Regions from separate parts of the Rattus norvegicus genome. Here region 1 is linked to region 2. A link is a contact called in public Hi-C data. All regions are on one chromosome and are shown on one strand. Each heading gives the region's core, a stretch centred on a gene start, on an enhancer-like site or on the middle of the called end of the contact. The rest is flanking DNA. Distances are from core to core; before and after follow the strand shown.

Region 1 (2,700 bases), core at 7-2,506, 270 kb after region 2:
CAGCGCGGGGGGGGTGGGGCGGGGAGGAAGGCGGGTGCGGGGAGGGAGGGGGCCCGCGGGCCGCGGCCACATTAGCGCCAGCCGGCCCCGGCCCCTTCCCCTCCCCCCGGCCGCGGCCGCGGCGGCGCGCTCCCTCCTCCCCTCCTGCTGCCCCCGCCCGCCGCGGCTGTAACCCTCCTCCTCCTCGTTCCCTCCTCCTCCTCCCCGCGCTGCCCCTGCCCCCTCTCCTCTCTCCTCTCCTCTCCTCCCCTTTCCCTCCGCGGCGCTCGCTCCTCTCGCACCGTCAGTCACTCACACACGCCCGCCCGCCGCCCGCGCCCGCACACAGGGGGATGCGCTCCCGGCGGACTGGGCCGCCCGCCCCGAGCCCGGCGGGCACTCGGCGCTGGCGCTGGAGGGCTGGACGCTGGCTGGCGGGGAGGGAAGGGAGGCGGAGGGGAGTGCGGCTTTCTGCCTCCACAGACACTCGGTCGCGCACTCGGGGCCGGGAGCCGGCGGTGGCGGCCCCGGGCTGGCTGTGGGCGGCAGTGGCGGCGGCGGAGGCAGCAAGGGTTGCTCTCTCTCGGCTTTACGTACCGGTCATAGTGTGTTTAGGACACCTCAGGCGGGGCTCCCCGCCGCCTTACACATGGTGAGAAGCGAAGGCGGCGGCGGCGGGAGAGGATGCGGGAAGCGGCGGCGGACACGGCCGGAGCGGTCCGGGGATTTTTTTTTTTCCTATTTTGATTGACTGTGCGGGAAACACAAAAGGTGGAGCCTCCAGCCCAAAAGGGGGGAAGAGGGTGACAGCCCGCCCGGAAGTTCCGCCCCTCTTCCCGGCGCTCATTTGCCGCTGGGCTCTCCGTCAGCTGTGTTCATTGGTCCGGACGCCTGTCCGTCGCTTGGCCAGGCGGCGGGCTTCCTGTTTGCCCCCGGGTTGAAGGGGAGAGACAATGAGCGGCCGTGGCGCCGTAGGTTCCTGAGAACGGCCCCGGCTCGCGCGTTACCCCGGTGTGCCAGCCTCGTTCCTCGGCTACGGCTGCCAGGCCCGAGGCGCAAGCCTCTTCCACTCGTTGGCCCTTCGTGCAGGCCTTGCCAAGCTGTCGGGGAGCTGAACTGGGGAGGAAGTCCGTCCCCGGTGGCTCCGACTCCACTCGACGTTTCCTCCATCCTGGCAGCCGCCTGGACTGGATCTCCCCAGGGCATGGGCTCTCGAAGCTGGTTCTTGCCAGCGCTGCCAGGAGGCCACCACCGCTCAGCCCCAAGGCTGCCGCTGCTACTGAGCAAACCGGACCCGCCCCATGAGCCCTGGGGGAGGGAGCTGGTATTGGGGGAGACACCCCCTCCGAGGCTGGAGGAGGACTTTTTCACACACATTCAGCTCTTGGTCGCATACTCGGATACATCGCCTTCCCATCCCACCTCATCCTCCCCACCCTTAGCCCTTGGTTACCAACCATCTACTTCTGTGGACCCTGAAGACAGTCACTGACAGCAAAAAGTCTCAAGTCTCTTCATAAGGAAAAAAGGTTTTAATTCTGGCCAGTGATATCAAAGCAAGCTTAGTTATATTTTATTCAGTCAGGCACAGCCACCCTTTAAAATTAGTTTGCTGCACACACAAACTCCCTGCTTCTTAACCTAAGAAAATAAGTCAACAATGCCAACATTTATTAAAATGGTAAATCTCACCCCAAGTATCCTTCCCCTGGGAGTGCTTAGGTACATTTTCTTTACTTAGTGATTTAGGTTAACACTCCTTCCTTTCACATCCTTAATGTCTTGCAGTCATTCAGGAGAAAAAAATGTTCTGCAAACAAGAGAACATTGTCTATTACCTCTAGATACTTCTACTTTAAAAAGGTTGAATTTAAGAGGAGGAAACACTTTCCTTAATACTTTTATTAGAAATCTATCTCAAGCAAGAATAAACGACCCAATTATTGTAATTATGTTTTGTATAATGTTGTGCAAATTGAAGCATTTAAACTAGCTTAATATGCGCTACCTTAAAAAAAAATCACTGGGTGGGGAGGGCATGCATCTCAGTTTCAGAGGACTTTTTGGACTTTTGGGAGGGTGGTTGGTTGGTTTGTTTTTAAAAACAAGGTTTCATGTGTAGCCTTGTTTATCCTGAAACTTGATTTGTAGACCAGGCTAGCCTGGAACCACAGGAAATCTACCTGCCACTGCCTCTGCCTCCTGTGTGCTGGAATTCTCCCCCAACTATTTCCTGGTATTTTTTTAATACTGACAATGACACATGTTCTCTTTCTCTTGTGGCATGCAAGCAAGAATAATGCTTTTGGGCCAAAAAGCAGATAACTCAAACTATTTTGAGGCAAAGCTCTTAAGGAATGCATATTAGCAAAAGTATCACTCACCACTAAGGTAAGATTCAGTAGACTTCAACCAGGGTTGAGTCAATGTTACAGCCTATCTTAAGATGACCAAAAGCAAAATGGTCTCTTGAAAGAATACCTTTTTCTTAACTAGTGCAGATACACTCAAAGCACTCATATGCAAAACATAATACCTGTATTTAGATAAATACACACGTATAGTAACTAATACAGTATAATTGACAATGGATTAACATGTTTCAAAACAGTCATTAAATGAAAATTTAAAAGTATCGAACATCATGAATAAATCTCAAAACAATAAGGTCTGTTTTCCCCTGTCCCCAGACTTGGCCCAGTTTCTTGTCATGTTTTCTCT
Region 2 (2,758 bases), core at 250-2,749:
GCCGTGCAGTATGGCCGAGGCCCACAGGCTGCAACACACAGGACCACTGGAGAGGTTAAGGGTGAAGGGCCTGGAGAGGAAGGACAGGGAGAGAGGATGTGCAGAGTCACAAACCCCAAAGCCCCAGGGCCAGGCAGCGAGGCACAGCGGGTGCAAGGCGCTGCAAATGCCTGTGAGCGCAGAAGTGTTCACAGAGGAAATGACACATCTGGATCTGCATCAGAAAGGAAACATGAAGGAGAGAAGAGTAAGAGCTACAGATGTGGCGTGATCAATGCTTCTGGAAGCTGATGTTGAACAGGTAGATTTTCTTACTATATCCCTTATTCCTTTAAACATTTCAACGTTTCCATAAACAAAAAGTAAAAGAAAACGCTTTAAATGTACACAGAAGTAGGTGCATAGGGCTGCCATTTTAAGCCTCTGTGACCGAAAACATACACGTGCACACATCAAAATGGCTGCCCTTTTGTATCCGATCACAAGAGGATGACAAGTAATAAGCTCATGACTGTGATTGATAAGGAAGTCCCAAAGCCAACAGGATCATGAGGCACGACAGCTTCCATTTCTATAGATCAAACATCGCTTACTACAAACAGAATTTGGGCCCTGCAGCATATTTAGATTCCCATACACAGCCACACACACCCATACGCACGTCTGCGCACTCACCAGCACCATCCCAGTGTCGAGACGCTTTGGAAAGTGGCCAGCTCCTTAAGAGCCAACCGGCCTTTCATGGTCAGCCTAGCCAGCCAGTTCACAGGATTCCCGGGTGTCAAGGTGAACATTTAGTCACGGCCGTACTTCCTAGACTACAGTAAGGAGTGGTTAAAGTATGTGTTAGGTTGATTGACCAAACAGCCTTTACACCTTAGAGACTTCATCTTGATGCTTCATAGAAAGTCTATACAGAGAAAATGAGCAAAGGAGAACTGTTGGGATAAAAAAAAAAACTTTAATGTAATGTAATGTACATTATAGAAGGTAATCAGCAATGCAAAAAAAAAAATACCTACGGGATTGGCAAGATGGCTCAGAGGAGAAAGGCACAGGCTACCAAGTCTGATGACCTGAGTTTGATCCCTGGCACCTCCGTAGTAGAAAGAGAGAACTGACTCCCAGAATGTCACATGTGTGTCCTGGCACACACACACACACACACACACACACACACACACACACACACGGGGGAGGAGGGCGGAGGAAGTGGGGAGGGAAGGACGGGGAGGGAGAGGGGGACAGGGACAGGGAGAGAATGTAAAATAATGTTTTTAAATTGTCTCCCCAGATAGATATAAAGATGCTAGACACATACACGGACAGACAGGCTAAAACATGACTCTAAACATGTTTATCACATTAACATCTTCCAGGCCTGACTTTGAAGCTGCTCTAGTACATTCCAGGCCACATTCCCCACGGGCCACATAGGCTAGGACTAGAGTCACAGTCAACTCCCTTTTCCGAAGTGTCCGGGAGCGGTTGGAGACCCGCCCGTGCAGCATGACTCAGCAGTGTGGGATGGAAAGTTTCCGAGCAGATCCTGTCCTAATCAGGCGGGCATGGAGGATGGAGGTTGGCAGGTGAGGGCTCCCAGGTACGGGTGCAGTCAAGTACCCTTACTATGGAGGCAGTAGTGCTGGCTATCGAGAGCTGCCATCCCGCTCACCTGAGCTCCCAAGCCAGTTCCTGCTACATAGACAGGCAGGGTACAAGAGAGAGCCTGACTCAGCGAGTAACACCAAATCGGGATCCAATGCAAAGTATCCCCACCAACAGCCTTCGTTTGCACGCATCTGCCTTCTCTAGCCCGCCCTCCTCTGGACTCCTAGTAAGTGATAAAACTTTCCCGAAGCCAGAGCACACAGTACCCTCCCCGCCCCCGCTCCAGAGTCATTTCCCTGTGACTAAGACTCAGTAGAAACAATCGCCTTTCCTCTTCTTGGCTCAGCCTGACTTCGAGACATGACAAGTGACAGAGTAATTCAGTTGTGACAGGAGCACCACCAGGGGACACACTTGTCAATGGGCCCATCTGTCTACTGTCACTCTCTATCCCTTCAAAAGCTTTCAAGATTGCCCCTCGGCTGGGAGTGTTACAGGCAGAATTACACTCACTCATCCCACTCCTGCTGCATCAGCCAGTTGCTTTAGAGAGGGGCTGGGAGTGGGGGACGGGGAGGGGCAGCCACAGGGAGGGCAGAGGGTGAGCCTAGAACTTGCAGCCCTCTTCCTGTGCTCTAGGGGTTTTCACAGAATGAAAATAAGGAATGGTGATGTCCTGCGCTTTTTTTCACCAAGGGTTGCCCAGTGGCCACTACAGATACAGCAAAGTGTAGATGAAGCAATACGATTCATGGGTGCTGCCCTCACTGAGCTGAGGGGCTTCTAAAGAAGCTACAAGCCTGTGCAGACTGTATGGTTACCAGGTCACCACGTTTTATAACTCGGAAGCAGATGAGTAGCATAGATCCTAGACGTTGTGTGTTGGCTACTGTTGACACCAAACAGCCACAACTGAAGTCCAGCCGTGACAACATCCCTCCCTGTAGTTCCGTTCCTCAAATGTTGGATGGTCTCCTCACCCAGACTGGGATGTTTAAGGCTGGACCTGATCTCCCCTGTGTTCTGCAGGCTTCCCCATGCCTGGTACACTGTGGACTGAACAGTAGCTCTTGGTGAACACCTAACTTTGGTATTCTCTTAGGTATCCTTTGGCACCCCTGCCTTGGGTTTGACATCACTCGGCTTG

Evidence for each region. A called contact is a pair of places that touch in the nucleus more often than the background predicts.
Region 1: a Hi-C map of Schwann cells shows a contact between it and region 2, with 4 times the contacts expected there. The contact joins the promoter of Sp3 here to the enhancer-like site in region 2. A contact is called at or near these places in 4 of 12 Hi-C or Micro-C datasets (the Rat2 cell line, Schwann cells, mammary epithelial cells and 1 more) and 1 of 1 datasets of contacts at active chromatin or transcription factors (oligodendrocytes).

Annotation. Positions count from the first base shown.
Region 1 is chr3:78,263,261-78,265,960 of GRCr8, forward strand. Sp3 (Sp3 transcription factor) reads right to left here and starts at 1,257. Exons shown (of 7, transcript NM_001427405.1): 1 at 577-1,257. The coding sequence starts at 583.
Region 2 is chr3:77,996,987-77,999,744 of GRCr8, forward strand. No RefSeq gene overlaps it. Among named protein-coding and RNA genes, the nearest start is that of Sp3, 270 kb to the right of the region's middle. Within about 2 kb of position 1,500, at least 18 of the 93 cell types and tissues checked have an H3K27ac peak or open chromatin away from gene starts, as enhancers often do. A contact at or near this core is called in Schwann cells, where this site is marked.